2 separate regions of the Pungitius pungitius genome follow, and region 1 is linked to region 2. A link is a contact called in public Hi-C data. All regions are on one chromosome and are shown on one strand. Each heading gives the region's core, a stretch centred on a gene start, on an enhancer-like site or on the middle of the called end of the contact. The rest is flanking DNA. Distances are from core to core; before and after follow the strand shown. Region 1 holds the start of gdf3 (growth differentiation factor 3). Region 2 holds the start of creb1b (cAMP responsive element binding protein 1b).

Region 1 (4,671 bases), core at 96-2,595, 160 kb before region 2:
GTAAAACAACCGTCAATGATAACTCATTTTACCAAATAAATGGTCATTCCAGAAAGATTCTGGTGAATTAACGGTTTTAATCTGGATAAGGAATTGGAACATCTAAAGAGCATCGCTCCCCTTTATGGGCGGCGGTCGTACAAACATGAGTTGGATGATGAAACACGACGTCTATACCTTTCTGAACATCAGTTAACTCGCCAGCAGCAGCATGATGGGAAAGTCTTTTGTGATTATGGATGTACCTCCAACTACACATTGAAGAACTTTATTTATTTTGACTTCTGCCCTCTAACTGAAATGCAAACATCCTGAAAACAGCACTTCAGACTGACTGTGTGCGTGCACATTATTGTCTTACACTTTTCATTGGATTGTTCATATACAGTGTGTGTTTATGTATGCGTGCGTGCATCAATTTCTGTGAGAGGATAATGTCAACTACCCCCCCACCTGGCTCACACACATACACACACACGGTGTAACTACAGCCTCCTGCTCTTCGATGATTACTGTACATACTGATTTGTAAATATTTAATTTGAATCCGAATCCTCTGATTGCCAACTATATTAAAAATTCCTCGGAACTGACCTGATGTTTGGTGCTTTAATACCTGGTAGCAAGAAACGTTACAGTTGAAGGTGTTCTCTGCAGCAGGGTTCGTTAAAGGTGTCGCCCTCACAGACGTGAACCTGTGGTTTCTATAAGTGTGCAGTGTTCCTACAGTGTTCACTAGGAAGGCTCTTTTCCTACTTAATGAGTGATCAGTGGTAGGGACACACCTGAGTACAGGCTCTTTATTTTCACCTTGTATATTTTCAGGGTAGTATTAGTATATTAATCACTGCTTTATATAAACTTTAATACCAATAGACTAACACACACATGATTTACAATAAGAAGGAATCCCAAATGAATCCATAATGTGCTGGCAGCAGTAATGCTTCACACCCCACTAGTATTCAGTGGTTTCTGCAGGTGTTGTTCTTCATGCCACCGCTGGAGGGTGCTAGAGGCCTTTCCTAGTTACTTTTTAAATAAAGATTTCAGTGCGAGGGTTCAGGAGGTCTAATTGCAATAGTTTCTATTTTGCACAACCGAATTCCTGCTCTGATGGGCTAAATTTATTATTTTAATGTAATTCATTGATTTAGTTTTAAAAGTTTGCAGTTTGACTGCAACACGTGCGTGTACGGGACCTAAAGTGGGCCACGTGACCCCGTGTGCGGTACCCGAAATAAGGTCTGATAACATAAGCTTGTGAGAATAAACTTTTGTTTTAATTTTAATTTTGGCGGATATCCGAGCACGTTAACATGACTATGCAGCCGCACCACGGGGGGTCTCAGCGCGTAAAACGAACGCCCCTCCTCTCTGTGGGGGGGGCGGAAGAGTGCGAGACTTTACAGGTGAGGAGCCCCACGCAGCCAAGGTAGGCCACAAAGAGCCATGAGGCCGAACGCGACTCTTGTGGCGCTGCTCGCGGCCGCGTGTCTCCTCGGCACGTGCGCGCTCTCCCGCGTGGAGGACATGCGGGCGCAGGAGCGCCTCTTCCTCGGCTCCATGGGGCTCTCCGAGCGGCCTCGGCCCGCGGGCAACCGGCTGCCCCGGCGCAACGTGCCCTCCGAGATCTGGAGGATGTTCCAGAGGTCCGAGAACAGCCACGCCCGCGAGAGCGACCCGTGCACGGTGTCCGAGTACGGCGTGCGCGGCAACATCATCCGCTACGTGCAGGACCAAGGTGCGTGACTCCCGGTATGCTGCTTCCAGCAATTCCTTTAAGTCTGTTCTTAAATGATGCACAGTTCATCTTTTATCTAATAAATGTGGACTTATTGGACTTTTTTGGTTAGACCATGCCAAGTCTTTGAAAGACCACATCCAGTATGCCAAACTTATGATTTAAATGTAAGTGTAAAGTTGGATAAATCGCCAAATGGGGAAATGATCCTGTTGCACTCGAATACAAGTTTTGTAATGTGTTGATATTTGCACTATGAATTTTGAACTACGTTTGTGGCGGATCACAGGTTTTTAACAGTCTGCACAATCGACCCGGGTTGAACCCCCAAAGCGTCATAATTTATCAAGAGGCTAACCTGGTAGTCCACTTCATACAGTGAAGTACTAGTTTAAATAACAAAGTAAATCCCTTGTGGAGTGTTGATTTCATACTTCTCATGTACCTCTCCATTCATTTAATGAGTCTGTTTTGCAGTAATTTAAGATTTTTCCTGATGTAAAACGTGTAATCGGCCCCCATCGCGGCTAAAATCATGTGTGAGAGACCTCAAAGTTGTGGCCTTCTGCTTATCTCCCCCCCCCCCGGCCGATGCCTTGCAGGCGCGCTGCCATCTGGCTGGAGCGGCGGCTGCCTGGAGAAGCCGCTTTACTTCAACGTGTCCGTCCTGCAGCCCGTGGAGCTGCTGTCTCTGGCTCAGCTGGAGATCAAGTTCCACTGGAAGCTCCTGCAGGGGCCCCGGGCCCTCAGCATGACCCTGTACAAAGTGATCCGGGCCACGCTGAGGGGGGCCGACCCCAAGGCCGGCCGCCGACCCGTGCTGTCCCAGTCGGTGCCCGCGCACCCCGAGCCCACCTCCGTCACCTTGGACCTCACGCCGCTGGCGGAGAGCTGGCGCAGGCCGGGACGCAACTACGGCCTCCTCCTGGAGCTGCTGCCCCTCGGCGGCGAGCCGGGGGAGGAGCAGCTCCTCCCCTTCCGCCCGGGCAACGCCCTCCCGCTGGAGCCGGCCTTCGCCCTGCCGCTGGTGCGGGCCTCGCTGGTGGCCGTGTCCCTCAACCCCCACCAGTGTCGCTCCCGGCGGCGGCGGAGCGCCGTGCACCTCCCCGTGACGCCCAGCAACGTGTGCCGGGCGCGCCGCCTCTACATCGACTTCAAGGACGTGGGCTGGCAGGACTGGATCATCGCGCCGCAGGGCTACTTGGCCAACTACTGCCACGGCGAGTGCCCCTTCCCGCTGAGCGAGAGCCTCAACGGCACCAACCACGCCATCCTGCAGACCCTGGTGCACTCGCTGGACCCGCACGTCACGCCGCAGCCGTGCTGCGTCCCCATCCGCCTCTCGCCCATCTCCATGCTCTACTACGACAACAACGACAACGTGGTGCTCCGCCACTACCAGGACATGGTGGTGGACGAGTGCGGGTGCCGGTGAGGTCGGGGGCGGACGTTTTTCTGACCGTCGAGTATCGCTTCATTCCTCCTTTTCTTTTCTTTTTTTTTTCTTTTTTAAAAGAGTTTCAATGTGAGTAACTTCTGTTTTCAGTGTACAATGTGATGTCAAATATTTTAAAGAATGTAACATTTGAATAAAGATAATCTGGAGGACTGTATTGAAAAGATGAGTCACTGATTTCAGGCGGAGCTTTGAGGGCCCAGACCACCTCTACTCAGGGCTCTGGACCATGTCGTCCTTTCCTCTCCTGGTGGAACTTAATCTTGAGTTCTTTTTATTGCAGATTATACAACATCCCCCCCCAACCAAATGTAGAGATAGAACCACTACGGTTCAGACCCCTAAATCCTACTTTGTAGATGGGTGCCTCTGTAGAACTGAGCAACTCTTTCCTCCCTCTGTGCAGTGTGCTGCTCTGATTGGTTAAAGTGAATAATCCCACGTATGAGAAGCTGAGTTTAGGGACTGTTTGGTGCTCTAACGTGGTAAAGCGCTGGATTGTTTCTGTTCTATAATACTACTAAATCAACTGAGCAAATGCTCATTGGAAAGCACCACCGTGGTAGCCAGGTCTTTAATACATTGATCAGAAGTTGTGGAACCAGTCCCATCACAGGTTGAAGGCCTCCCTGTGGTTTCACTGACTGAGACGTTCCCTTTTATCCACTGAAGCAGAAATGAACTCTTATCTCACCTCCCTGCCAGATAACACCTCCCTCACGGAGCCAGACAGACAACTGGGGTTGCCGTGGTGACGGCTGGTCGCCACGGCAACTGGGATAGGTGGCAGGTTGTAGTAATTAGTGAGGGGGGGAGAGAGAGAAATGGAGTTTGGGGAATGAATGGGGGGTGAGGAAGGGACCTGATCAGTAGTTTTGGTTCCCTGTAGGGTCCCAATCAGTTAAACAAATGTTTATTATCTCTGTCTTTATGTAAAAACTCTTAATCCAACATTATTTACATGGGAAACTTGTAACTGGATTTTTTCAATTGATTATCAGTACAATATTCTATTAAAATGTCTGTTTTCATAAGGTAAATGTGTGGCACAAGCCTTCATACTCATATGGTCGATACTATATTAAACTAATACTATATTTTAATGTTCCTTTATTCATTTAACAAGGAAAATGAATGTGGGTGATTATTTGAAGCTGGGAGCTGCCCAGTCCAAAGTGGTTTATTGTTGTGGCCACAGACCCGATTCCAACATGTGTCATTCTTAAAGGGAACTTCTCATGAAAACTTGTTAAAGTGCATTAGCCCACTAGAATCACTCTGGAGACCTTTGAGAAGAAGCAGTAAGTCTCTCACAAGCCGGAGCGGGCGGACCGGGCTTTTCAGAGGGTGGGGGGGGCTTATTCATACCAACAGTGTGAGAAAAACCATGTCAGCATGTACGTGTATGAACATGACATGGCTTGTTCTAATAAAAGCAACAACAAGTAGTTGATTTTTTATAGTTTTGCAT
Region 2 (4,696 bases), core at 429-2,928:
GTCAAAAAACAGGCTCCATCTGTGTGCGGAATGCTGTCAAAACTGCATATGATGCTATACACTCAGAGCCTTGAAAGAAGAAAAAAAACATTGAAAATGAAAACTTTGAAAACTTTTTGTTCTTGCTTAGGAATCCGGGGTCTATCTAAAGAAGTATACTTCTACCTAAGGCATGGTAATGCTGTCCAGCACTGGGTGTATTTCTATGAATCTGTGCTGAAGTATTTCGAAACCAGGGGTTTCTTGAAGTAACCCATCCTAAGATATACGGGTTCACACAATTGTGACTCAGTCATGATTTGGAATGGCGGAAGATACATCTGATTCAAGACCCAGGTTGGTCGGAGGCGATAACTTGGTCAAATGTACCACAAACCCATGAAATGAAGGGATGGTCATAAAGACACAATGCTTGAACGTGTCCCTGCAGATCCTGTGTACATTGAAACGGTCTCCTGCTTCCCCCTGGTGGTCACAGGGAGAGGGCCTTCACCGGGGCCCTGGTCACAGCAGACATTTTGACTTGGCATGAAACAATGGAGCTCTCGTCTGTTCTGTGAGCCCTGACCAGCCAGATCACTTTCCAGGACCCTGAAACTAAAGCAGCTAAATGGAATCCAGAGTGTTCATTTGATTATTTACACCTGAGCTTTTGCTACTCTGAAATGTCAAATTACCAAATGGTATTACAATTTTGCAAGTATCCATGTAATGAGGAGGCGTGTGAATGAATAGCCTTGAGTGTAGTGTCTGTGGAGGGATCTGAGACTGGGATCGTGATCTCGATGATGCGCACCAGCCAGATGGTGCCATGGTGGTGGAGCGGTTAAAGCACCGTCACCTCACAGCAAGGGTCCCATTTCTAACACAACAGGGCTGTACTCTGGGTGGTTGAGCACTAAGTTTCCACCCCGTGTGACCCCTTCCCTATGGCAACCTATGCCTATACCTCATATAGGTAAGACAGGTTTTGAGTTATCTCATTCTGAAACATCTGTCTCCATACAGTGGACATTAATTGAATTGTATTCATGCTGCGGATAATGGGGGGGATACAGATACAAATTAAATCGTAATTTATCTTACCAGAAACAATGTATTGGTTTACCCACTTCACTGGATATTTTCCAGTGGTCGAAGGAGAAGGCTATACCCAACCTTCTACTTACATAGACGTATCAATAGTAAAACTACTTGTTCCAACCCCTTCAGTAGGAACAAATGTAAAAATGAACTTTCACAATGTAAAGGTACTTTTATCTAAAAGAATATATCACAATGCATTACTGGATTTCTTCTCTAAAATTGCCAAGTAACTGGTGTTTATAAAAGCACAAAAATCCAAAATGAGTGGAACTTGTGTGGAAATGTAGTGTAAACATATAAATACTTATGAAATATGCAAGTACCATTACTTAATAACATGCATTTAGTTACAAACCGCACTGAAATTGTCTAAACAAACAATACTAGTTTTATAGGATCTATCCAATCGATCAATTACAATGTTTTATTTTAAATTGATAGATTGTAAAAATGGTATACATTAAAAAGCGTTTCCTGTTATGAAGGTGCACCAATTCACGAGGCGGGAGGGTTTCGTTAAGTTCCGCTCCTCTTCGGTATTTTCCGTTCTTCTCCGTCCCGTCGTCGGGCATTTCCGGCCAGCGTCGCCTTCTGCTGTCTCGTCCTTCTCCAATCTCCGTGTTGTTGTTCCCGGTGACGCGGCGGAGGTGTAGCCTGACGCGGGCTCTTACGTGTCGGCCAGAATAAAAGTGGAGCTCCGGAGGCCCGGGAGTGACGAAGGGAGTCCGTATCGGTAAGGACGGAGCGGTGTCCGGGGCTCAGGGAGAGGCGTAGCAAGGGTCGGTCTGGTCGGGTTCGGCCCGAAGGAAACAAAGAGATCATGGCGCCGCGATGTGTTTGGAGCAGGGTGGAGGGAGGGGAGGCTGCGGCGGTTTTGGGGAAACGGTGCAAACTGTGCGGCTTTTTCGTAACGACCCAGGATGGGAACTTGGTCTGTTAACACGTTAGAAACCGTAAAAGCACTTAAGTGTCTTTTTGACTCCCCGGTCAAATTATGCTTAAACATGCCGATTTATGCGCACATTTCTTGCGCCGTTTCCTAGATTTAACGGCGCATTGAACCCCTGCCATCAGCGATATGTTCATTTGCGTCTGCTGCTCGCTCGATTTAATTCGATGTTTCCGAAATTCTAGTTTCCCGCTCACATTTCCAACCGCCTCGTTCGTGTTTCCCATTCATTCAGGACTCGGTAGAAATTGCGACTTTTTATCGCAGTCCGTCGCGTTTGGTTTAAAAAGAAAATGCCTGTCGACTATTTTTTTCCCCCGCCTTTCATTTCTCGAGCTCCCCGGTCGCACGCCGTGCTCCGTGGTCCCGTCTCCCGGGGATGTGGCCGGTGTGTGGGACCGTGGAGGGGAGGGGGGGGGGTGGGGGCGTTGCCCCGGCCATGTGCCTCTGCTGTCACACGAGTGATGTTTTGAAAAGCAGAGGGAGAAACGCGTGAAGCCAATCATGCAGCGAGAGAGAAGCGACGCGGCGCGTGAGATCACCGGGATGCGCGTCCCCGGACGAGTGCGCGCCGCGCCGCCCGAGGTCCGACCCGCGAGCCCTTAACGCTCCCCGCTGAAAGACGTCAGTGAATCAGAGTTTCACAATAAGAGTTTCTTAAGTGTCTCTTACATCGTAATAACCGTTGCTGTTGAATCCCAGAGGTAATGACCCGCGGTAGAAAGTACTTTTACTCTACTGAGAACTGCGCTATTTCGGTTTTCTACTACTTTTTTTTTTTAAAACACGGTTTAACTATTAATCATGTTACAACACAAGAGGTGCACAGTGGAATATAGGCTGTAGCCCCTTCCACACCTCACATACACACACACACTGAGTGAGTATACATACATGTATTATATGAGGATTGAATAATAAGAAGTAAAATCAAATGAGTTACTGATATCCAGAAGCTCAATTCATAATGATATTCTGGTTTAGAGTCAGTGGAAAACCATCTGCGCAAAAGTAACTTTTGAAACTTCTACTAATACTATATTGTACTTTATATTCCACTGCAATTATTGGACAAATATTAGTTACTTCAGATGAATCATAGAAAACATAATAAACAAACTAATTATTAACTACTTGCATGGCTTTACTTAATAAAATGATACGTTTTTTAAATGGATTCCATTACTGGAGGAGTGTCAGTGTTTCCTGTTCCCAGGTTATTTTGTGACTTTTCCCCTCAATGTGTAGATGTAGATTGTTGTTTGTGTTTGCAGACAGGAAGCAAACTTCCTTTGCTTAACTGTATCACATTTAGAGACGTTCTGGGACGTAATAAAACCCTTGACTTTAGTGAAACAAAACAAAATATAAAAAATAAAAAAAAATGTACTGACCAGCATTAAAGACCACATCACTTTACAGAGTGATTGTGAGTTTAGCTGCACGTGCTGGAGACGCTGTTCATCTACACAAACTGGAACTCTGCGTTCATCCTCCTCTTTGTATTTTCATATGCTCCCACAGCACATTCAGTATGAGTATAAATAACTGGACTCGAAATGCAACCCACTGTGACATGACAAACCAACGACTACACCTCAACAATAAATAAGCACGACAAGATTCATAAATGTAGGTTTTATGACCGGTTTCTGTCTCCATGTGAAACATCTGTTCCCATCACTTGAGTTTTATTCTGTACTGAGAACAAAAGGCTTGTTCATAGTGTCATCTGTAGTGTAGTAAACTTTGATAAAAGAGCTGTTGCAGAAATGGAACAGTCCATTAAGAATTAAGAAGAAACAAATGACACCACAATAAATCGGATCAGTCATAAGAGGGTCATCCTTGTTCTGACCTGTTTTAACTTGTTTTAACCTGTTTGAATGTTCCGACATTTGGTCCAGCACATGCAGATCCAGATGTTATTATTATCTAGTGCACACATTCGGCTTGTCACGTGTTTTCCAGTTCAGCAGCCATGACTCCATACTGCGTTTTACGACTACAAACATTCACATCAACGTCTCCCCATAGACCAGAACACGAATAACAACTATAAAAGATTTGATGTGTAACCGTAACAGATTGACAGCCATCTGGCGACAGTTAGAAGGACACATTCCTTCATTCCGACGTGTTTCGAATGAAAAAATCTAAGAATGTTTTCTCCCGATATATGAAGGTAATTTTGAATGGCCTGAAGACAGTTGTGAACTAGAAAAGCTACGTCACTATGCCATGTTGGGGGCTCTAAGGTGCTCTTATGCCAATTCAGCTGCTTTATTCGATCCGTCCATTCCCTTTTTTGTAGCGTTTTTACTTTAGGGCCACTTTAGGGCCACTTGATTGAGGTGAATTGTTCCAATGTTTACGTAAAATCCCATCAGAAGGAATCAAACCTACGGCACCAGCAACTGGCTTGGCACTGTCCTTCTGTTGTAGTGACATAACTTGGTGTAATCTCCATGAAATAACATCCTTACTAGGTTACCGAGGCGGAACATCACACATCTTCTACCAATGTTCTTGGTACGGCTGTCAACAAATATTCTATATTCCAATAGTTGTTCAAAACAGCTATTCGAATGTGAAAATGAATATTCGAATGATCGGGAAAAATAGGAAATAAAAACCCAACATCGGCAGCAGCGACGCGTC

The links. Hi-C and Micro-C count contacts between places; a contact is called where the count stands out from the background.
Region 1: a contact with region 2 is called in a Hi-C map of muscle, with 6 times the contacts expected there. The contact joins the promoter of gdf3 here to the promoter of creb1b in region 2. A contact is called at or near these places in 2 of 2 Hi-C or Micro-C datasets (both in muscle).

Annotation. Positions count from the first base shown.
Region 1 is chr10:18,724,635-18,729,305 of fPunPun2.1, reverse strand. gdf3 (growth differentiation factor 3) reads left to right here and starts at 1,345. Exons shown (of 2, transcript XM_037487764.2): 1 at 1,345-1,744; 2 at 2,347-3,473. The coding sequence starts at 1,453. The coding sequence ends at 3,179. It overlaps trappc10 (trafficking protein particle complex subunit 10), which reads left to right. Exons shown (of 23, transcript XM_037488817.2): 23 at 1-593.
Region 2 is chr10:18,560,237-18,564,932 of fPunPun2.1, reverse strand. creb1b (cAMP responsive element binding protein 1b) reads left to right here and starts at 1,678. Exons shown (of 8, transcript XM_037489087.2): 1 at 1,678-1,819.